Linked DNA regions of Mus musculus: region 2 is linked to region 1. A link is a contact called in public Micro-C data. All regions are on one chromosome and are shown on one strand. Each heading gives the region's core, a stretch centred on a gene start, on an enhancer-like site or on the middle of the called end of the contact. The rest is flanking DNA. Distances are from core to core; before and after follow the strand shown. Region 1 holds the start of Eomes (eomesodermin). Region 2 holds the start of 9530059O14Rik (RIKEN cDNA 9530059O14 gene).

Evidence for each region. A called contact is a pair of places that touch in the nucleus more often than the background predicts.
Region 2: a contact with region 1 is called in a Micro-C map of embryonic stem cells, with 11 times the contacts expected there. The contact joins the promoter of 9530059O14Rik here to the promoter of Eomes in region 1. A contact is called at or near these places in 1 of 39 promoter capture datasets (embryonic stem cells) and 2 of 484 Hi-C or Micro-C datasets (both in embryonic stem cells).

Annotation. Positions count from the first base shown.
Region 1 is chr9:118,476,389-118,479,625 of GRCm38.p6, reverse strand. Eomes (eomesodermin) reads right to left here and starts at 1,437. Exons shown (of 6, transcript NM_010136.3): 1 at 80-1,437. The coding sequence starts at 966. It overlaps Gm33408 (a long non-coding RNA gene), which reads left to right and starts at 978. Exons shown (of 5, transcript XR_871338.1): 1 at 978-1,066.
Region 2 is chr9:122,571,055-122,574,292 of GRCm38.p6, reverse strand. 9530059O14Rik (RIKEN cDNA 9530059O14 gene) reads right to left here and starts at 1,792. Exons shown (of 2, transcript NR_015610.2): 1 at 1,529-1,792.

The sequences.
Region 1 (3,237 bases), core at 188-2,687:
TGTACCACTTAAACACCCTAAGCAGAGCCCGCAGTGTGCGGACAACCAGGCGCCTGGGGTCCCTCCACCCTGCACTCACCTGCCCTGTTTGGTGATGATCATCTCAGTTTGGTGCCGGTGGAATTTGAGCCATAGGGGCCGGTTGCACAGGTAGACGTGGGCGCGGAAGCCGGAGCCAGGCACCCCTAGGCCCCCCAATCCTCCACAAGACCCGGCCGCTGAGGTTCCGGCGTATGGCCCGTAGAGCGGAGAACCCTGGCCGTAGGGATAGGCGCCAGGACCGCCGGCACCACCGCCGCTGCTACCAGCGCCGCTCCCCGAACCCGCAGCGGGGCCGAACTGCGCCCTCGCGGGCGGGCACACGGCGGCGGGGAATCCACCGGGGGGCAGCATGGAGCCGTAGGGGTAGCGCGCGCCATTGGACGCGGGGTACACGGGTCCGTGGGCTGCTCCGGCCGCCGCCGGGTACTGGAAGAGCGAGCAGGGCGCGGCGAGCTCGGAGCCCTGCGGTCCCGGCGACGGGAGGTAGTAGCGCTCGGAGCTCAGGCTGTCCATGGAGTAGCGCGCGGTGGCCGCGGCGGTGGCGGCGGAGGGCAGCTCCTCCTCCGCGCACGGGGAGCCCTTGCGGCCGTCCGGGGGCCCGGGCTTGGCCACCGCCGAGGTGCTCCCGAAGGTGTCCCCAGCGTCCGCGTCACTGAGCATGGCCGCGGGGGCCCCCGCGCCGGCGCCTGCGGGTTCTGCGCTCCCCGCCTGGCACGGGAGACTGCCCGGAAACTTCTTGGACGCTTTGTCTAAGTCCAGCCTCTGGGGCGAGGGGGCAGCACCGGGGAGGAGGCTGACGCTCCCTCCGCCTCCCCCTCCTCCTCCGCCTCCTCCTCCTCCTCCTCCGCGAGCACTCTCCAGCGAGTAGAAGTGCGCGCCGGGCAGGTTCACCGAGCTCACCAGGAGCTGCTCTCCCAACTGCATGCTTTAGCGAATCGCAGACGGCAACCGGCTGCCTCCTCGCCTCCCGCGGCCTGGTTATAAAGGCCAGTTGGGGGAGCCAGCGCCCTCTTCCGAGGGGAAGGTAATGTCCCCTTCCTCCCTCGCCTAGGCTACCCACCTGCGGACCTGCGGGGCGGCTTCAGCGCGCGCCCAATTTAGCGTCCTTCCCTCAAGGGAACAAACTCGGGATTGTAGGTGCCCCTTTCCTTCCGCAAGAAAACAAACCCCGGGTTGTAGGTGTCTCTCTCCTTCCTTCCTTCCTTCCTTCCTTCCTTCCTTCCTTCCTTCCTTCCTTCCTTCCTTCTTTTCTTCCTTCCCTCCTTGTCTAACCTCTCAGGACCCCTACACTCACACTAAGGAAGAAGAGGACTTAGCTCTGAGTTCCCATTTAGCAACCAGCCATTTCCTCTCGGCTGGCTCTGCTAAACTCTAGGCATACTTGACCGCTTGGAAACTTGTGAGCGGTGGTTGGCTGCTTATATATGTGCGGCCAGGGAGGGGCTTCGCAGCCCCATGGCTAGGGGACTTTGCTATTGGCTGTTAGAGGTGACACTAATTCAATTAAGTATTTATTAATTGGATCGGGTCGCCTGCGAGTTTCATTTTCTCTTAGCTTATTTGGCTGTTATTGCTGGTTTGGTGTTTCTTTAAGCGTCTTTGGGAGAACTATATCCCACTGAGAATCAATCCTGGTGTACCCGGTGGCTCTATGGCGCCGGAGAAACGGGTTTGAAGTCTGCGAACATGGTCTACCCACGGCATAGGAATCATTCCTGAGTTCGGGTCTAGTTTGGCAGGTCCCAGAGGCCCGTGAAGGCGTCTTTACAAGCTCCCTGCTCGCAGGAAGGCTCAGGTCCCCGGGGGTGCAAATCTAGGGGAGGGCTGGAGAGCGACCCGAAGTCTCTGCGCACACCCTCCTTCTGACTTCCTGGCCTTCAGCACACAGGAACCGCTTTTTGTCCTGTCCCATCTTTTAGCGTAAAGACTTGGTGGAGAGAAACCTCGCGTTCAGTTTTTGGGATTCCAGAGATGGCAAAAGGATTCCGCGTCTGAATCAGAGACTCCAGCTTCTAGCTTCTGAAGTGGGCTTCTGAAGACCCAACATGAGCCTGACCGGACGAACCAAACACTCAGTATTACAACCGCGCTAAAACACCGGCTTCCCCGAGGCCGTCACTTTCATTACTCAGAATTCCCTCTGCTCGGTTTTTTCTAAACACTGGATGTTTCCTACCTCCCCCAGCCCCCGCTTTCGCCAACATCTTTGGTGGGGACTGACACTAAGACACAAAGGTTCCCTAGCAGCTGTGCAGTTAAGATTCCCTGCGCCTCTCTGCGGCACAATACAGAAGGCAGAATAATTAGTGAAATAATCAGTTTGATATTGAATTAAGCTCCTTTGCTCCAGCTGCCTGTTTTTCCCCCCTGCGTTTCCGCAAACAGTCAAGGACGGGGCCGTCATATTTTATTGTTTTATTATTACAGAAGGGGGAACACGTTTCGTTGACGATGAGAAGCCTGTACATTCTCCTCTAATAAGCAATTACGGACGCCTGCAGTAGTCGCTCCAGGAGCGCATTTTCCGGTCGAGATGTAGGGACTCTGCTTCCCCCAACCCAATGCGATCACACGGGAAACTTTTGCCGAGAACAGATGAGGTGGCCGCGGGATCTGCTAAGCGCTCAGACGCCAGCAGCAGATCCGCGCGAAGCTTTCCAACCTGGGTCCAAACCCCGCGAATCACGAACGTGGGCACGCCCGTGTTAGGGAGTGGAGCGATCCTTCATGGACTTGGATGCTGTGTGGGGTTTTGATAGAATAGCGTAGTGGGTCTTGGGCGCTCGCAAAGCTTTTCAAGTGTTTTGGAACAACAACCTTGTCAATTTTGGCTCAGAGAACTCGGGCTGACATCCTGCGCGATCAGTCCAGAGATCCCAGCTCCGATTTGGTCTCGGGCTCCGTCCCGCATGTTTTTGTTTTGTTTTGATGCAGCGAAGCCTTTGGGATTAATTTTTATTCCCCTCAAAGGGTGCGAGATATTGAACGTGAGGATTCCACAAGGGGGATGCGAGTTCCAAGAAAAGGGCCTCACTGCGCTGGGGACTCAACCTGGAGTCTTCGTTAGCCTGGCCCTGAGCTGCAGGATGTCTGAGGGAGATGTAGGTGTGAGACTGAATCTCACGTTATCTGCAGATGGGGTGACTGAAGTTATATGTCAGTTTTGTATTATAACACAGCCAGAAGTAAGGTCCC
Region 2 (3,238 bases), core at 543-3,042, 4.1 Mb before region 1:
AATGTTACAAGGGAGATGAAAACCTTTGTGTCAGGCCAAATGAGATGTGTGCACCAGTGCAGATGGTGGTTATCAAAATGAAGGGGGTGAATCTAAAAGCCCAAGGAAAATCTCCTAGGGAGGAGACTGATAAGAATGAATATATATATATATATATTATATATATTTATAATATATATATATATATATATATATATATATATATATATATATAATGTGGTTAAGGTCTAGAAGTGAAATCTAACTGTGCTAAGCTCTGCTGGCAGCCTTATGAGTCAGCACACCTCTCAACCCTTCAGCAAGTGCAGCTAGAGTAAATGGGTAAGAGCTGTCTTTGGACACACCCATTCTCTCTCTCTCTCTCTCTCTCTCTCTCTCTCTCTCTCTCTCACACACACACACACACACACACACACACACACACACACCTTTATGCTGCTGGGTGTCTGAATTCAGAGCTTGTATCCCAAACTGCACCCTTCCACCTCCACTGAGAAGACTCAGCTCCAGTGCAGAAGGGCTAGCCTTCAGCTCTCTCCCCAGCGTAATTGGATCAGGGCTTATTTCTTCCTCTAGGGGCAACTCCTACTTCATTTTCTCTCCAGTCTGCATGTTATCAGCTTGACATCCCCTTCAGTGGCACATGACAAATTAAATTGGCCATCACTGTACTCATCAAAGGAGGTTGTCTTCTGTTCCCCAGAAGTCCTGTGTTCTCTCTCTCTCTCTCTCTCTCTCTCTCTCTCTCTCACACACACACACACCTTGGTTTTTATTTATTTCTATTTTTTTCCCTAGGGTTTTGTTTGAAAGGTTATAAGGAACATATGGACCATAAAGCCAAAAGTATAGTCGCAAAATATGACTCAAATACCTACATCTCTACTGCCTTGCATTTAAAACAAAAACTTTACAAAAACGCGAATTAAGTTATTTTCTCCATCTTCCCTCGTAATTCAACACTTTAACGCATATTTTCTGCCAAAAAGTCATAAAGTAAAAATGGTGTATCCTAGGCGCTTCCAAGTCTCACACATCCTTGGCAGAATAACCTGCAGCACAGGGGTAGATCAGAAACGGAGGGGGTTAGCTGGTTAGCAACATCTACAGCCACTGTTTCTTCTCTCCTTGGCATTTCAAGTGGCTTTTGGGGACAGAGTGACGGGACCAACGCAGAGGCTTCGCCCTAGCCCTACCCAGGGCTGATTCTCAAAAGGGCCCCCGCCCCCCACATTCAAACACGCCGGGTGTACCCAGCCTGCGCCAGCTAGCTAGAGCTCCCGGCTCCTATCTGAGTGTCTTTTCAACCTTTGTCAAGTATCTCAAGACAAGAATTCCTCAAATCAAAGCGCTTTCCCAAACCAGGGACTGGGGAAACTCGAAAAAGAGGCCCAGAAGGCGAGTGACTTCGGACTTGTTCTGCAAGCTTGACTTAGTCATTACACCAAACCTCCTGTGCCCTAGAGGATCCCGGGGTTCCCACACAGTAGGAGGGCATCCCATGCCTGCGCTCCCGCTGGGCACTCACCTACTGCTAGAAAAGAAGTCACAATCTGTGGTCCAGACTTCCGCCGCAGAGAAGCCCAGCACGCCCACCCAGAGGGCTAGCGCGCCTCCGCGGGTGGTCGGATCACAGGGTGCCGAGGGTACCCACTGAGGTGGCCGGACATCTGGGTGTCTGAGCGCGCCCTCCGAGGTAGTCTGATCGCTCGCGCCCGGTAGGGCGGTGGGAACCCGGGCAGCTGCTGCGAGGAGCGCTCCCGGGCGGGTCCGCGCCGAGCTCGAGCGAGCGGGCGAGCGGGGCGGGAGGGGCCATTTGTAACCGAGCAGACGCTACCACCGCCCCTTACTCGCGGGGGGCGGGGGCGGGCGGTCAGGTGATGGCGGCCCACCCCGCGCCGCGGAGCCCGGTGGTTCCTGCCCGGGAGGAGCCCCCTGGCGCGCTCTGATTGGAACTCCCGCTGCAGTAGGAGGGGGAGGGGGACACGTGACCGCCCGACTGGGCAGCCGGCGCGCCCCACCCGCTATGGGCACCCCATCTTTCCTCCCGGAAAAGCCGGGGAACACAGGGAAGGCGGGGGAGCACGCAAGGTGCAACCAGCTCCTTTAGCTGCAGTGCCGGGTGATCACCGCAGCTGAACCTGGGAAGGCATTCACACTACCAACCGGCCTTCACAGTCCTCCGCCCTGCCCTTGGCAGTAGAACCCTCCCTCCTCTGCTGCAGCCCCCCCCCCCCCCACACACACACACTGACACTCTGAATAGACCCCACCGGCACTTCATAGTCAAGCGTGACCCCTCCCCTCTCTGTCTCTTTCTGCGCACCGGCGAGAGTGAGTACCCGAGAACAGCTTAAGGCGATGCGATGCATTGCAGACACCGCCCAGTTCCAAGGCTAGAAAACCCCGCAACCCACGACTAGACCACGCCCGGGAATGCCTGATAACTCCAAGGTCTACAAGGTTCTGAACTCGAACAGGCTCCCTCAGGAGAAGGGAACCGCAGTAGAAGGCCCACCCTCCCCAGAGAGGGCAGTGGTCTTCTGAGTGCAAGTCCAGTCCTCAGCCCAGGGGAGCAAAGATCCAATAAAGGTCAAATTAAAACATAAGGTAGTGACGCCGCCAGGGACGTGCCTCATGGTTGTGGGAAGCCGGCAATTAACCACCCACGACCGGGCGTTGCTTTTCTCTCGAATGTGAACGCCCTCGGAGTTGCGCTGTTCCATGCTCGCTCCAGTTCTCTGCAGAGAACGGATTCTGCAGCCTTGCACTCTGCTTCCCCATGACCCCCTCCCTTGGTTGCACCATCCTAGATGGCAGGAATTCAGAGAAAATGCGGTGTCACGTCCGCTGCGACGCCCGTGGACGCGTCTGCGACAACCCCAGCAGCACATGGGGACCGTGAATCTGCTCGCCACTTGGGCCATACTGTGGGCATTCTTATGAGATTATTAGAAGCAAACTGTCTCTCTCTACACTGGCTTCTTTCTAACTTCTGTCCAAGAGAGTTTTGTACTGTATTTGGACGTGGATGCGGTTTTTGGCCAAGGCAGAAACCGCATAGTCCAAAGCACAGATGGGGGAAGAAGGTGGGACTTAATGGTCCCATTGCACTCCAACTTCCCTCTCAACCTCTACCCGCGAAGCAACGCCTCCCTTAACCCAGAGGGTCTTTCCCCAACCCCTTCATGACACTTGTGTGCTTCCCTGGGCACAGGACAAATGTCCAGCAGGTTTG